Regions from separate parts of the Mus musculus genome. Here region 2 is linked to region 1. Evidence: chromatin contacts called from public promoter capture Hi-C data. All regions are on one chromosome and are shown on one strand. The core of a region is the stretch at or near the end of the contact, and the rest is flanking DNA. Distances in the headings are between cores, read along the strand shown. Region 1 holds the start of Mogat2 (monoacylglycerol O-acyltransferase 2). Region 2 holds the start of Klhl35 (kelch-like 35).

Region 1 (5,243 bases), core at 1,608-4,107:
AGGAACAGCATGGACCAAGACTGAGGAATCTTACCCCCCCCCCACGAGAGAGATGTGAGAGAGGAAAGACACAGAAGCAATGAGTAGCCCATCTGGAAAGCATTTGGCTTGGGGCCTGAGCCTTTGGTGCCTGGTCCTAATTGACTTCCCCAGCTACTTCCCTGCCTGGGAAACTGAGTGCTGGCGGGCTTTAGAATCACATTGTATTTCTTCTTGATGTGTATGTGGTTTGTGGGTATGTATGTATGTATGTATGTTCATATATATGTATGTTCATATGTGGGCACATGTGTGTTCAGGTGCCAGTGTGTCTTCCTCTATCACTCCCTGGCCTTTACCTTTATTTTTTTTATCCCTCTGTGACTCTCTGGTATTGAGACAGAGTCTCTCTCTCTCTCTCTCTCTCTCTCTCTCTCTCTCATCCAGGGCTCACTGATGATTGGACTAGCCTAGCTAGCCAGCTTGCTCTAGGGCTCTTGTCTCTGCTTCCTTTGTGTTGATCTTATAGGCAGGCCACCAACACCAAATCAGACGCTCAAGCCAGGCCTAGTGCTACCTCTCCAGCACCATGTCTGCCTGCGCGCTGCCAAGCTTCCCTCCATGATGGCAATGGACTGAACCTCTGAACTGTGAGCAAGCCCCACTTAAATGCTTTTCTAAGAGCTACTGTGGTCATGGTGTCTGTTCACAGCAGTGAAACCCTAAGACAGTATCCAAACTCTAATCCTACGTTTATGCAGCAAGTGCTTCACTGACAAACTCATGTCCCCAGCCCAAACCTCACTATTCTGTAAAACTTCCCTTAAGTAGTGGTCTGTGAGCAACACACCATACTGCCTCCGCTTACTTCTCTGTTTTGACACGTGTGTGTATGTTCACCTGTGGGTGGGTGTGTGCACCCACATGTATGCATGAGTGTGAAGGCCAGAGGAAAGCTTTCCACCTTCTTTTGAGACAGTATCTCTCACTAGCCTGAAGATCACCCATTAGGCTAGGCTACCTCCCCAGCAAGCTCTAGGGGTCTTCCTGATTCTGCTAAGATTACAAGTTTGTGTCACCATGCCTGACATTTTTTACAGAGGTTCTGGGGATCAAACTCAGATCCTCATGCCTTGGAGACACTGAGGCCATTCCTTCAGCCCCAAAATCACCGCCATCATCACCAGGTAAAAAATGAGGCAAGACAGCAAATACTTTAGACATTTCAGAATTTGTGACTTAAAACAACAACAAAAAAACCATTTGGGCTGGTCTTGGCCCTGATTTGTTGACTACTGGTGGAGACTCTGGTCGCCTTTGATCTCCCCATCCCCCACACAGCAGGCAAGGGGACCTTTAACACCAGACTGGACCTCGTCACTTCCCTGCTGAGTCTATTGTTCTCCTTTGCCCTCAGGATAAGGGGTAAAGTAAAACTTCCCCCTCTTGGCATGAAAGAGCCCAGAACCCTTTTCTCAAATTGCACCAGTCGGTCCTCTCCTGGCTCAGGGGAGCCCTGATTTCTGTGCTCCACTCCTCGGTCTTGCCAGGTCTATGTAAGAGCAGGCCCAGGCCCAGGCTGCAAGGATGGGGTAGGTTCACCCAGTCAGACATAACTCCTGTCCTCAAGGACACAGGAGGCAACCCGAGCCTGGTGTCCATTAGACCCTGTGAGGTTGTGGCTGTAAACTACATGGCTCTGGGTCTCCGGAGCCCTTTGACCCAAGCCATCCCTGGGCTTAGGTTGCCTGCCCTCTGTTTTCTATACCCGCCATCTCTGTCTTGTATCCACACCTCCTCCCAGGCCCTCTGCCCATCCCCCATCCCTTCTTCCTCTGGAAGGAGCAGTTGCCAGGCTCCTGATTCACAGCCTGGGCCTTTCAAATATGCAATTCCTCTGCTTGGTTGTTACCAGGGGTACTTAAAATGGTAACCGACCCTGGAACAGAGGTACAGACCCATTTAAAATGGGTGCTAAAGGTGTGTGATCCTGGAAAGCCCACTTTGCAGGAATAAACCATATAGATGAAACATTGTGAGGTGGGAACACATACACACGTATACACGTGTGTTACCCGAGGGGTGTGTGTGTGTGTGTGTGTGTGTGTGTGTGTGAAGCATGCACTGAGCATGTGACTGTCTTGACAGGCAGTAGTATCTGGACTCGGGCTGAATCTGAGTCCTGGGGTGGCAGTCCTTCCCCAGTCTAGTACCAACAAAGGAGATAAGGCTCCCTCCCGTGCTCCCAGCCACTCTTCCTTCCCGGTCCACAGCGGTGCTGGAGCATCTACAGGGTGGAGAGGGACAGAGCCACACCTCAGGAGCCAGGTCAGATCTGCCTTTCATAGAAGTTCCCAGCTTTCTGCATTTTCTCTACAAGTTCCCCCATAGGGTGACACTGGCATCCCCACCATGCAGCTGGGGAAGCAGAGGCCGGTCCCTTCTCTCCTGGCCTCAGTTCCAGCTCCCTTTTTCCGAAAGGTAAACTGGAGAGCTTCCCTCTCAGAGGCATAGCCACCCAGCCTCGGGTGCTTCCCCGCCCTCAGCAGCTTGCAGCTAAAGCCTGGATGCAGCGGTCCCAAAAGTCCAGGAAACTGAAGACTGCTTAAGACATGGGAGACATACCCACACGAGGCTCTGGAAGACCCCAGCAAAGCCCCCTCCTGAATCTCTCCATTAAGCATCCTGTGCTCCCGCTGAGGCTGCCCTGCCCTTCCCGTGTGCCCGCGGCTACCCTCTTACCCAAGGCCAGGAAGGAGAAGACCCACTGAAGGACCGCGAAGGTCTGTAACCTGCGCTCCCATGGTACCAACAGGGGGGCGAACTCCACCATGCTGAGCTGGCTCAGGAGGCTCTACACACGGGCTTTGCTCTAGGTTGAAGGGGCAGGGCCAGGCCAGGCCAGCCCCAGTCCAGCCCCAGCCCAGCCCAGCCCAGCCCAGCCCAGCTCCAGGGCCCTCCTGCTCCGCCCACGCCACATCCTTTTTTCCCCGTACCTTGTAATCCCTCTGCCTAGACCAGGCTAAAGGCGGAAGAGAAACCTCTTTCATCCTTATCAGTTCTCTTAGGCAATGCCTTATCTGCCAAACCACTATTCCCACCCTCTAGAATCTGCTCAAGGTAGGGCGCAAAGAGGTGAAACCCCAAGGGCAGTGCTTCTCAACCTATGGGTCACGACCCCAGGGGGTGTCAAATGATCCTTTCACAGGGGTCGCATATCAGATATCCTGAATATCAGATATTCACATTACCATTCATAACAGTAATACAATTACAGTTATGAAGTAACAACACAAATAAGTTTATGGTTGGGGGGGGGGGTCACCACAACATGAGGAACTGTGCTAAGGGGTCGCAGCATCAGGAAGTTGAGAACCACAGCCCAAGGAGACCGGAGTGGTGACCCCTCAGCCCTGCCCAATGATCCCCTCACTTTCTCACAGGTCCACTGCTCTGCTCTTCCTTCACAAACAAGCTGCGACAGTTGGCATCAGAAAGCCCTGTGCCCATATCTCCTCTGTCTGCCTTCCCTCTGTAACTAACCAGTAGAACTCAGCAGGGCTGCGTTCAGGGTCTTTCCATCCCCCACACCGTGTAGGTCCTCAGCTCCACACGTTACACGTTTACAACATTCCACAAACTCTGCTCACAGGTTCAAGCTGACAGTCAGGTTGCTCATCTCCTTTGGTCAGCAGGCTCAGTCACCTTAGATCCTTACACTCTCCCTCCACTTTTGCCTCTCGGCTCCCAAGCTACTTTTCCTAGGACTCCTTTGTTCTGCCTACTGTAGATCAAGCTGGCCTCTAGTCTCTGCCTCCCAAGAGTTGGGATGAGAGGTGAACACCACTAATCCTTGATTCCTCTTGCCCCTTGAAGGTTGTGTTCAGGCTGGTGGCTTGTTTCCTGTCTCTCTGCCCCACGTCTAGACTTGAAGATCCAGGTGGTTCCTTGACCATCCATCATAGCTTGTACGTCTCACTGAACTCAACTTTCATCCCCTGCCTGGGTCAGCTCGACTCTTTCACACCATGGCAAAGGACAACTTCACTTCCTGAGTTGCTGAGGTTATAGCCAGAGTTTCCTTAGAGTTATTGTTTTCCTCCAGCCACACCTGTTGTGTTTTATGTTGAAGAAGAAGAAGAAGAAGAAGAAGAAGAAGAAGAAGAAGAAGAAGAAGAAGAAGAAGAAGAAGAAGAAGAAGAAGAAGAAGAAGAAGAACCAGGGAACCAGGATATGTTTAGCAGAGGCTCAGTATGATGTAGGGGTAGTGCCTCTGCAGGCCTATGCTGAGGTATCCTTTCCCTCTGAGATACCAGCCATACTACTGGTATAGTATAGAATAGAGTTTGTTTAGGGCATAGGGAGGGGATTTTAGGGAGTAGAGACAGAGAAAGGCAGAGACAGAGAGAGACAGAGAGAGAGAAGAAGGAGAAGAAGAAGAAAAAGAAGAGGAGGAGGAGGAAGAGGAGGAGGAGAAGGAGGAAGAAAATGAAGAGGAAGAAGAGAAGGAGAAGGAGAAGGAGAAGGAGAAGGAGAAGGAGAAGGAGAAGGAGAAGGAGAAGGAGAAGAAGAAGAAGAAGAAGAAGAAGAAGAAGAAGAAGAAGAAGAAGAAGAAGAAGAAGAAGAAGAAGAAGAAGAAGAAGAAGAAGAAGCCAGCCACAAACACATGGAGAGAGAAGGGGAGAGGAGCAGGGAGAGAAGGGCTAGAGAAGGAAGAGAGAAGAAGGTCAGAGAGTAAATGGGCAAACACCCCTTTTTATAGTGAGTCAGGTATACCTGGCTGTTGCCAGGTAACTGTGGGCAGAGCCTAGAAGGATTGCTAACAACATCCACCCATCACTACATCTATTCATTCTTCTGAATGTTTCCCTTTGGGTGAAGAGACGGGTCAGTAGTCAAGAGTGCTTACTGTTCTTGCAGAAGACTCAGGTTCTGTTCCCAGCATCCATCTGTTCACAACCACCTGCAGCTCCTGGGGATCTGACACCTCTGCCCTCTGCAGGCACCAGTGGCAGGCGCCAAACAGGAGCTACAGTGGGCAACTGAGCTCCCTGAAATCGGCCCACACCCTTGCTCGGCTATGATGGGTACACTCCAGAAAAGCGTAGCTTTAAAGATTTCATCCCAGGGTTGCCTCTGACTTCTGATGTGCCTTCTCAGGTTTGTCATTGTCCTTCTATTCTTTTGGCTTGGTGTCAGTGGGCAGTGGGAGACCCTCACCACCCATAGCCTAGTGTGATTACTTCCTGGGTGATAGCCTGCTC
Region 2 (5,243 bases), core at 846-3,345, 230 kb after region 1:
ACATCAATCACCGACTTAGAAAATGAGCCTCAGGCTTGTCCACAGGCCACTTAGGTGGAGATGTTTTCTCGGTTAAGTGTCTCTCTTCCCCAGTGACTTTTGCTTGTGTCAAGTTGACATAAAATTAGTCAACACACTGGGCTGGCGAGATGGCTCAGTGGTTAAGAGTGCTGACTGTTCTTCTGAAGGGCCTGAGTTCAAATCCCAGCAACCACATGGTGGCTCACAACCATCCGTAATGAAGTCTGATGCCCTCTTCTGGAGTGTCTGAAGACAGCTACAGTGTACTTACATATAATAAATAAATAAGTCTTAAAAAAAAAAAGTCAGCACAAGCTGCGTCCACTGACAACCTCAGCTGGACTTGAGAATGCACGCTCTGCGCTAGATTTTTACCACCAGAACAAAAAACCAGAGTAAAACAACATAGTAAGAAGTAGGATTTATTTTTCAATACTTGGTAACTTAACTATTGCTACTAGGAAGAGTATCATGGTGTCAGGGAGCATGTGTCAGAACAAATGACATACTCCATGGTGGGCAGGAGCCAGAAAGCAAGAAAATACAGGGCCAACCAACTATACCCCAACTTGAACTCTCTGCCACTTCACAGTAATACCATCAAATTATTAGTCCATTAATGGATGAGCCCATTAGAAAGGTGCTCAAAGACTTCTCCATAGTACCACCAGCCTAGGGACCAAGGTACCAACTTGTAGAGCTTTAAAAATAATTTTTTTTGGAGACAGGGACTCACTATATAGCCCTGAGCTATCCCAGAATTCACTAAGTAGACCAGGCTGTCCCAGAACTTGCAGAGATCCTGAGTATTGAAATAAATAGCATGTACCACACTACACCTGATCTAAATTTTTCTCATTTTTATTTGTTATGTGCGGATGTGTGAATGTGCATGGGTACCTGTGTGCTACAAGTATGTATGTGAATGGGTTCTCTCCTTCCACCTTGTGGATTTCAGATATCCTCAGGCATAGAAGCAGGTGCCTTTATCTCTGAGCCATCTCTCTGGCGCCATAAAGCCTTCCAGGGGACACTCTATACTCATACCAAACCATAATATCTCCCATCTTCCACGATCTCTAAGCCTACCTGAGCCAGGCAGTATCGGGCTCTAACACACAGAGGTAACTCCACACAAAGGGCAGAGTCACCATTACCCTCCTGCTGATGAGCGACGTCAGGCCGAGGGGCAGGCATCGATGTAGTCAGTGTTGTCCAGTGACAACACTGTGACAGTGACAGTATGACAACTGTGACAGTGTCCTGACACAACAGGACAGACGCTATTGGAGGCCACCTCCTCCCTGGATTGCTGTGCTCCTGTGACAAGCCCTGCAGTCCTTCACAGAGGCAGCAAGAGGTCCCACACCACCCTCTAAACCCACACTGTCTGGCTCCGGGAGGTCAGGTGGACTCAGAGCCATCCCATTCTCTCTCCATCCACTTCAATGTGCTCAGTGCCAACACGTGCTCCCACTGTGTCCTTTCCACTTGGACACCACACAATACACACAACCCAGAAGATCCTGGTCACACCTGCATGAGCATCTGTCCACACAGACACCTTATACTCATTCCTTACACACACAAACCCGACATGCAAATGACCAGTCACAAATACAGTGACAGGAACGCTGTGAGGGAGGAACCTGTGTGAGTTGGTGACAAAGAGGCAGAAGGGAAACCAGGATCCACAACAAAGGCAGCCACATTCTTGGTTACATCCAAAGCTATGTAGTCACATGTCCCCAGAGCCCAAGCACCCCAGTACTACAGTCACTGTGTGTATGCACTCACACACATACAAGTTCTAGAAACACCTACACACTGATAACCACCCATCTACCTGAAGCAGACACCCCAACCTTCAAAACACCGCAGCCCACCATAACACACAACCAATTCCACGCTTATCTACACTCCTCCCTTCCAAAACTGGCCCAAGAGTGGAACAAAAGCCCAGTGCCCATTCCTACCGGCTCCCTCTCCTCCCCTCCCCCCCTGGCGCCCAGACAGACCCTTTGTCCTCCCGCAGCTGAGCCCAAGTGGGAGTCTAGGCAAAGCGAGAATAAAATCAGCTCAGGCTGCAAGGCAAGCAGGCAGAGCTGGCAAGCGGCAGGCACAGACAGGAGCAGCTCTGCCAGAGAAGCAGTCCCAGGAAGAGGGCGTGGCCAGGTAAGAGCCAAGTACCTGGGTTAGCAGTTGGCTAAAGTGGTGTCTTGTTCTGAGGGGCGTCCACCCAAAGTGTGAGCCTGTGTGGTGTGTAAGAGTGTATGTGGGGGTGGAGGTGTGTGTGTGTGTGTGTGTGTGTGTGTGTGTGTGTGTGTGTATCCGGGGTAAGAGCAGGATAGTGGCTCACTGAGCCAGTTTCACAGGCTGAGACTCTGAGATGGAAGAATGCTGACAGAATCCCTAACTTCTCATGCATCCTTGGACTCCCAGACGATAGACTCCATGGTGGAAACTGAGTCTCCCACTATCGTGTCCCTACAGTTCCCTCAGCCTAGGACAGAGGTGGCAGTAGAATGCGTAAGTATTGGCACAGTCCACCACACTAGCAGGCAGACTCCTTTTGCTGAGACCTGCCTTCCTGGGTCTCAGCCTAGAGAGTAGCTGTGTCCTAGGCTAGCTAAGGACAGCCCTGCTGCACTCTGACAACCTGTCTCATTTCCCTCTGTGTACGCCTGGTCGTTCCTTGAGGACTCACCTCCCCCCTGGCAAGGGCTTCCAGGTACATGGTGGACTTGGGCTGGCAGCCTCTATCTGGGCTACAGTCCTTGTCCACCAGGAACTTATTTCTTATGACTCTGAGGCAAGGGATCCACCTACATGGTCCTGCATAGGCTAGGAGAGGCAGGCTGATCTGCAGATGGGACAATGTAGGTAGGGAGAGGCAGATAAGAAGCAGAGATGAGCCATGGAGTAAGTTCCCACAGAAAGGAGACCTCGGTCCATTTACAGACCAGGCCAAGTACTGACTGTGTGTTCTTAAGGACCAAGTCCTAACCAGGGTGAACGGCCTGCAATCTGTGGTGCGTTTTCATACACACCCCTTCACTGACCCTCACAGCAATCCTCTCAAGGGCAGGCTCCCTCCATATGGCTGCTTCCTCACAACTCCTCTAAGGGTCAACTTACCCACACCCCATGCTGTAAAAAGGTAAGCCGATGACTGGGGCATACTACAAATGCAGCAATTTTATATACTTCATCCAATAGTTACAGTTCTGTGGCTAGGAACTCTAACTATTCTGTTTCATAAACGGTGCCAGTGGCTTGCCTAGGTGAGATCACACCAGACTAAAGGAGGATGATAGCTCCATGTGGTCCCTAGAACCTGGATCTTCCCACTGGAGACTAGAAACATCTCTCACTCTTGCTTTTACACAGCTAATTCTGCCCATCTCAGGAATCTCTTTCCTATCTCTGCCCCAACTGTGTTTATTATCCTTTCTGAGCTCCCCCAATTCTCCTGAGATCTCTCAAAGGACCTCTGCCCTCGCTCTGAGATCCAGAAAGGCAGGAATTATGACTGTTCAGCACATGCGCGCGCGCACACATTCTAATAAACACCAGTTTAAATAATACATGAACTTGACCTTGAGCTAAGTACTGAGTTCCTAGTACACTACTATAGAGGAGAGTTTGGTCAAGGGAAAGTACCTACAAGAGATCTAAAGAAGACACGAACACACACACGCGCACATGCACGCACACACACACGCGCACATGCACGCACACACACACGCGCACATGCACGCACACGCACACACACACACATGTCTAGTAGGGTAGCCTTAACCCTTTTACCAGAGACTACAGCTCGTGCAAAGAGACCATCCCTATACAGACATTTTGTCCAAGTTTCTGCAAACTCCCTGAAGGTCCCTCTTTAGAACTTGGGAGTGGTCTTCCTGTCAGTGGTAGCCATGGAACACCACTCAATCCTAGTTGAAATCCCTTAAACACTGCATAGTCTAGACTCCTATGAATCGTTCCACCACCACCCCCTTTTTTTAAACGCTCCTCAAATTATCTTATTTGAGTCTGCCATCTGTTTCCTGCAGAGCCTGGCAGGAAAAGCTTACCAAATCTGAACAGGAAAGGGCAATATGGCTCCCACTGGAGAGGAAGAGTGGACACAGAAGGCATGGCTGGCTCACAGCCATCAGGAGTCAAGATGGGGTGATGGGGTCAGTAGGTGCATGGTGTGAGTGCACGGGAAGTGAGTGGTGAATGAACTAGTGAAGGGAAGCCTAAATGTTCGGGAAGTCCACCAGCAGGCCCATCTCCGACGCGGTCCGTGTCCTCTCCCTGCAGGATGAGGGAGACCCCGGAGCGCGAGGAGGAGCCGGGCACAGAGGCCCCGTGCGCCGCGTCCTGCCACGCGCAGCGCATCCTGCAGACGCTCAACGCGTACCGCCGGAGCGGCACCCTCACCGACGTGGTGCTGCGCGCCGGAGGCCGCGACTTCCCGTGCCACCGCGCGGCGCTGAGCGCGGCCAGCGCCCACTTCCGCGGCCTGTTCGCGGCCGGTCGTCCAGAGCGCGCGGCGGCGGTGGTCCCGGTAGGACCCGAGACGCCGGGGACGGCGGCGGCCCTGGCCGTGGTGCTCGACTACGTGTACGGCGCGGGCGTGCGGCTGCGCGCCGAGGACGAGGCGGCCGCCGTGCTGGCGCTGGCCGAGCGGCTGGGCGTGGCCGGGCTGCGGGAGGCCTGCGCGCGCTTCCTCGAGGGCCGCCTGCGCGCCGCCAACAGTCTGGCGCTGCGACGCGTCGCCGCCGCCTTCTCGCTCGCCTCCCTGGCCGAGCGCTGCGGCCGCGTGCTGCGCCAGGCCTTCGTGGAGGTGACGCGCCACGCCGACTTCCTGGAGCTCGCGCCCGACGAGGTGGCGGCGCTGCTGGCCGATCCCGCGCTGCGCGTGGCGCGCGAGGAGGCCGTGTTCGAGGCGGCCATGCGCTGGGTGCGCCACGACGCGCCGGCTCGCCGCGGGCAGCTGCGTCGCCTCCTGGAGCACGTGCGCCTGCCGCTGCTGGCGCCCGCCTACTTCCTGGAGAAGGTGGAGGCGGACGAGCTGCTGCAGGCGTGCGGCGACTGCCGCCCTCTGCTGCTCGAAGCCCGCGCCTGCTTCATCCTGGGCCGGGAAGCGGGCGCGCTGCGGGCCAGGCCGCGGAGGTATGATGGCCTCCGGCTTGCTTACCTTGAGCTCCAGCGAGACCTAG

What was found. Capture Hi-C pulls out chosen DNA fragments and counts their contacts.
Region 2: a contact with region 1 is called in a promoter capture Hi-C map of pancreatic islet. The contact joins the promoter of Klhl35 here to the promoter of Mogat2 in region 1. A contact is called at or near these places in 12 of 39 promoter capture datasets (the 3T3-L1 cell line, the C10 cell line, the SN4741 cell line and 5 more), 1 of 15 datasets of contacts at CTCF or cohesin (pro-B cells), 26 of 484 Hi-C or Micro-C datasets (the 63-12 cell line, B cells, ECoMG-derived neutrophils and 14 more), 5 of 115 datasets of contacts at active chromatin or transcription factors (bone marrow-derived dendritic cells, embryonic stem cells, forebrain and 2 more) and 3 of 9 other capture datasets (adipose tissue, embryonic stem cells and pancreatic islet).

The regions. Positions count from the first base shown.
Region 1 is chr7:99,235,754-99,240,996 of GRCm38.p6, forward strand. Mogat2 (monoacylglycerol O-acyltransferase 2) reads right to left here and starts at 2,858. Exons shown (of 6, transcript NM_177448.4): 1 at 2,722-2,858. The coding sequence starts at 2,812.
Region 2 is chr7:99,463,909-99,469,151 of GRCm38.p6, forward strand. Klhl35 (kelch-like 35) reads left to right here and starts at 2,096. Exons shown (of 7, transcript NM_028145.1): 1 at 2,096-2,196; 2 at 4,342-5,196. The coding sequence starts at 4,343.